Regions from separate parts of the Mus musculus genome. Here region 1 is linked to region 2. The links are chromatin contacts, called in public HiChIP or PLAC-seq maps. All regions are on one chromosome and are shown on one strand. Each heading gives the region's core, a stretch centred on a gene start, on an enhancer-like site or on the middle of the called end of the contact. The rest is flanking DNA. Distances are from core to core; before and after follow the strand shown.

What was found. HiChIP or PLAC-seq counts read pairs in DNA pulled down with a chosen protein or histone mark.
Region 1: a contact with region 2 is called in an H3K27ac HiChIP or PLAC-seq map of SST interneurons, with 6 times the contacts expected there. The contact joins the promoter of Ficd here to the enhancer-like site in region 2. A contact is called at or near these places in 3 of 39 promoter capture datasets (cranial neural crest, embryonic stem cells and second pharyngeal arch cranial neural crest), 1 of 15 datasets of contacts at CTCF or cohesin (the NIH/3T3 cell line), 10 of 484 Hi-C or Micro-C datasets (CD4 T cells, the Patski cell line, bone marrow-derived macrophages and 7 more), 18 of 115 datasets of contacts at active chromatin or transcription factors (SST interneurons, bone marrow-derived macrophages, embryonic basal ganglia and 12 more) and 3 of 9 other capture datasets (adipose tissue, macrophages and pancreatic islet).

What each region holds. Positions count from the first base shown.
Region 1 is chr5:113,734,527-113,737,226 of GRCm38.p6, reverse strand. Ficd (FIC domain containing) reads right to left here and starts at 1,445. Exons shown (of 3, transcript NM_001010825.3): 1 at 1,178-1,445; 2 at 55-406. The coding sequence starts at 355.
Region 2 is chr5:113,392,613-113,395,312 of GRCm38.p6, reverse strand. No RefSeq gene overlaps it. Among named protein-coding and RNA genes, the nearest start is that of Aym1, 37 kb to the right of the region's middle. Within about 2 kb of position 1,317, at least 15 of the 459 cell types and tissues checked have an H3K27ac peak or open chromatin away from gene starts, as enhancers often do. A contact at or near this core is called in SST interneurons and cortical neurons, where this site is marked.

The sequences.
Region 1 (2,700 bases), core at 196-2,695, 340 kb before region 2:
ATGCTTACACACACACAAACTGACAAGGCCAACCAAGTTGGCCAGCACACTCACCTGGAGACGCCGTAGTCTTGACTGTCAGCAGCCCTGCATCCCTGGAGGAGACACTGAGCTCTGTGCATAGGCTGGTGCACTTGGGGACCACAGGCTGTGCCCTGTCCAGTTTGCTCCTGAGCAGGTGGAAACCTCTGAGCACAGCCAGGCAATGCTCTTCCACAACTCCCAGCGGCAGCAGCAGAGCCAGCAGCGACCCCAGAGCCATGCTCAGCAGCGCCATCCACAGGAAACGGCCCCAGACGGAGACCCATTTGGGTTCGGCCACTGCCACCACCGACGCCATTGGCATGAGTATCATCTGGACTGAGGGCTGGGCCCAGAGCACTCGACACAGAGGAAAAGCTGGACCCTGCAAGGAACCAAGCATTGTAAAAGAATGAGGCAGTGGGAGTGGACCCGTTCCCAGATGGAGAGACCAGACACAGAATCGTCACACTTTCTAATTCATTAGGGACCACGGAAATGGGGGAGGGGTCTCATGGTGCAGGGCCAGCCTGGGAAGATTCATCCTAACCCATAGCTCCTCCGGGGTAGAGTGATAGGACTCTAATGCATTTATATATATTAACTTTCATAATCTCAGCCTACAACCCCAGGAGGTGATGTTTCCACACCGCCCTCCCCAGAGGAGATGCAATCAGAACTCAGAAAAGTGAAGTCGGGGACTTTTCAGCCCCCCTCTTAGTCCACTAGTCCACCACAAGCGACTATTGCCACAGGACACCTAGTGTTTGGGCTGTAACTCCTGCATACGCCCCTGGACACACACCACAATCTTCGATAAGGACAAATGTCTGGTGTCCTGATGTTACCATATGAATACCGACAGCCTCGGTGACCAATGTTGTGTCCCTTCTGCCCTTCCTTCCCTGGCTTGTCCATCATAGACAGGGAAACCCAAGGCCTGGCCAACAACAGTGGGTGATGATGCCCTACCTCAGCGAGGGCGAACACAAGCTTGGGGGCTGGCGGGGGATGGGGGGGGGGAGCGAGGGATCAGGTATGCAAATGCCATCTTGCCAACAATAAGCATTTATTGGGCAACTATGGTGTGCCGGACACTGCGCTGCCGGCCAGCCTTGCACGCTGTCAGCCCCCTTGCGAAGAGCGAGCAAGCTACCTGTAGCTCCCGGTTTACAGATGAGGGATGACGCCGTTCTGACAGGCGGCGCCGGAGCTCCGGGGCCTGACCCGCCACGTCATCACTTCGCGCGGCCTGTGCAGCGGCTCGAGCCCAGCAGACTTCGGCTTACTCCCGAAGCGGGGGGTGGGGTGGGGGGTGGAATGAGGCTGCCGCGAGCTCCCGCTACGAACCGGCCCAGGGCTCGTGCCCGCCTCCAGCATCCAAACCCGCGCGGCCGTTCCCCGCAGCCGCGGTCGCAGGCCCCGCCCCCACCACCTCGCCCCGCTCCCGTCGCCTCGCCATTGGACGGACGGCCGCCCTTGCCGCGGCGGATTGGCTGTCTCGACTTGTCCATCCGCCGCGCTTCCGGGTTCTAGAGCTAGCTAGAGCATCCCCCCGGGAAAGGCGCGCCGTGTGCCGCTTCCATTGGCTGTCGCTTGTGTGCATGGGGCGGGGTCGAGGCCACCGGCTAGGGCGAGCATTTGCGTCCTGTTTTCCCGTCCCAGCATCTGCTACCTTCCTGGGCCTCCACCTAGGCTCTGTGTGCTTCAGTTTCTCTGGTGTGCAATGGCAGTAGCCACATCACCAAACGTTTCCCACTTCTTAGTCCCGGTTTCACCGTTTGTCCCTTTTCTTTACCCCCTTTCTTGTCCTCTCTAATCTACTTTTGTTTTTGAGATGGCTTCGCACCGTGTAGACCAGGCCTGGCTAGGAATTAATTCACGGTGTAGCCCAGGTTGGTCGGGACTTACTGTGTAGCCCGAGCTGGCTTAGTATTCAACCCGGGTCATTTTGAGCCAACATGCCCTCCTGACCTTTTTTAGTTTGCATTCTCTGGAGCGGCTGGCTATGGCTTTTTGTTTACCAAATTAAGTTTTCTTTGGTGCAGAGGGCAGGGCTCCCATCTCAACCCACAAATATTGAACCGGAAGCTCCCAGGGCCTGCTTTGAGAGGTTACTGGGCACACTCTGGAGTCAGACGGCCCACAGATTCAGATTTTTGCCCTCAGTCTCTTGTGATCTTGGATCAGTTTTCTCAACGGCAGAATGGGACAACAGCTCACATCTCTTAATTAAAAAAAAAAAAAAAAGTTCGTGTGCGCGCACGTGCACAGAGATCAGTTTGCAAACCTGGGCTTTCTCCTTCTACCATATGGGTTTGTGGATTGAACGCAGGTCACCAAGTTTGGCTCCTACCTGCCTTAGCCCTCAGGTTCTGGATTTGGGACTCTTTTCATGGAGCCACACAGCCCTGGGTTCGCATCCCAGCTCTGCCACTAGCAGACTGACTTGGTGGTGTCAATCTACTTTACTGATCTGTCACCTGCAGGTAGCTTAAATTGGTCTGGGACTCACTGTATAGGCCAGGCTAGCCCCAACCTCCCGCCTCTGCCTCTGCCTTCTGAGTGCTGGGATTAGAGGCATATACCACCAAATCCGGTTTCAGCCTGCTTTCTTATAGAACCCCCTGACCAGCCCAGGGATGGCTCCACCCACAATGGGCGGGGCCTTCCCCCATC
Region 2 (2,700 bases), core at 68-2,567:
GGGTGTAAAGGATGACAGCAGAGGTGGCTATGGGTCACGTCCACATAGGGAGGCTGTAGAGTCTTGAGTCTCTCAGTTTGAAACCCCCTGTTCATTAGCAGAGCTTCCTCACCATCAATTAGAGATGGTGCGTGCAATTATCTGTGATCCAACTGAAATGAACCCCAGTTAATACTGTGTTTCCAGATGCCACATCATCACTGGCTAGTGCTGTGCCCTGCAAGCCCAGCCTTTACATCCATGGATGTAAGCGATGATTTCCTGTTGTCTTCAGAGTCCAACTCCCCAAGCATCCCTGAGGCTAGAAGATTCCCATGCAGATGGTCCATCCATTCCCCTAAAGATTTGTTTAATATATGTGAGAACACTGTCATTGTCTTCAGACACACCGGAAGATGACATCAGATCCCGTTACAGATGGTTGTGAGCCACCATGTGGTTGCCAGAAATTGAACCCAGGTCCTCTGGAAGGGCAGTCAGTGCTCTTAACCGCTGAGCCATCATCTCTCCAGCCTCCCCCCCTCCTGCTGCCTTAATGGTAGTAGTGGTGACAACATGTAAGGGTGGCCAGCCCTGACTGAGGACTGAGCGTGTGCAGCCATGGCGATGGTTTTTATGCATGCTATTTCACTAGCTTCTGTAGTCTGACCCTCTAAGCCCACATCACTGAAACAGAGCTGGGGGCTTTCTTGAAGTCCCCAGAACAGGCAAATGCCAGAACACACACACACACTCCCAGCCTCATTGATTCATACCCTGGTGTTTGTTTTTATGTGCCTACAAACTGGCTCTTGAAGTTCATCCTTGACCATGGAGCAGCCAAGAGTAGGCACATCCTTGAAGCCATGTGTGAAGGTGCTGTCGTGCCCGTGGGCGAGGCTCTGTGAGAAGGGTGCTCACTGCTAGCTAGAGCAGGTACTTTCTGATGACCTTTCAGCAAGTCACAATTCCTAGCCTCACTGGTTTAGAGCAGCATACTATTCTACCCCAGGGTGGGGGCCAGTGCAGTCTGCCCCAGGTCTCCTCGTTTCTCCCGCTGTCTTGGATGCATGGAGTCTCACTACAGGCTCTAGCAGCTGCCCGCTGTGAGCTTTGGTTGAAGCTTGTGGTGGGGCCAGATCATGGGTTTAACCCGGGAGAGTTGCGAAACCACTTCTCGTGGAGATAGCACACCTTTCAGGAGCCACACAACCAGATTAAACTACAAACAGATTTGGTGAAGAGAAAAGAATTTTAAAAACACCCTCAGATTGGCTCACTGTCTGACTTGATCATTATGTAACTAAACTGATGCAACTTTCATGCAAATAACTGAGCTAATCACCGTGTATGCAAATGACATTGTGGCTCAGTCTCAACGCTGGGTAGCTCAGCTCTGTTCTGAAGAAGCTGTTCCTGAAAGCCGAGTCTAAGGAAACAGCTCTGTGGGGCGTCACACAATGGTCAACAAACAAGAAAGAAGAAAAAAAAATGGCACCGGGCAACTACACCTGATCTTCGTCTATTCCTTGTTTTTGTAACAGAATATCTGAGACGGGTTACATTATAAAAGAATGAGATCTGTTTCAGCTCTTGGTTGTGAATGTGAAGTTCCCTCAGCTGCATATGGGAGTCTTCTGCTGCTTCAGCCCATGGCCAAAAGCAGAAAGGTGAATGGAAGTCGCAGGCTGACTGGTGTGACACTCAGCACCAGCAGTCGCAACGCCATCCCTGCAGGACCTGGAAGCACTCGCTACTGTGAGACCTGACCCAGCCCACTGTTCCACTCCGTCTCAACACTGTGACTTTGGGGAGCAGACTTGAACATGAGGTTTAGAAGAGACAAACTGGGCAGGCAAATCTCAAGGACCATATAGATCTGAACAGAAGTCTGGAGCACAAGGACCCTATGTCCTCTTCTACCCAGAAACACATAGTTCTTGACACCCTTCATGACACACAGCCTCATCATCCCATCTCCAGGCTCTACCTGGCTTTCCTCCTCCAGAACCATTGCTCTCTGCTTCCCAGATCTCCAGCTGCAGAGGACAGCAAGGGCATCACCACATCTAGGAAGCAGGGGGCAGACTGCCCTGAAGACTCAGTCTCACCCAGCCTCACTGCTGCCGAGGTCCACAGGCTCAAAAAGATGATTTCCACAGGAAGCTATGGCACAGAAAATGCACACACACACACATGCAGTACACAAATAGCACACATGAACACACACAGCACATCATACAAAGTACACCTGCAGCAATGCAACCATGGAGTGCATGCACACACATGTGGTACAGCACACGCACATGCAACAGATATGGGCAGCCTACACATTCACCCACACAACACACAGCATACTTATAAAACACACGTGAACACATCACAGACAACAGCACACACGTGGTATTCATGTATGCTCATAGCATACATGCACACGTATGCACCCAGCACACATATGTACAGGCAGTATATTCACAGCTATACACATACAATGTGCACACACATGTATACACAATATGCATGTGCACAGGATTGTATACATGCAGTGTATACAGCACACACATGGCACACACCCCTACCAGTATTACTGGGCCCACTCCATCAAGATATCCATGAATGCTCTCATAAAATAAAGTTCTTATGATTGTGAACAATGGCCTTTAATATGAATCTAAGTAATTCATGTGGTCAGGGATGCCTACTGCAGCATTTTCTCATCCT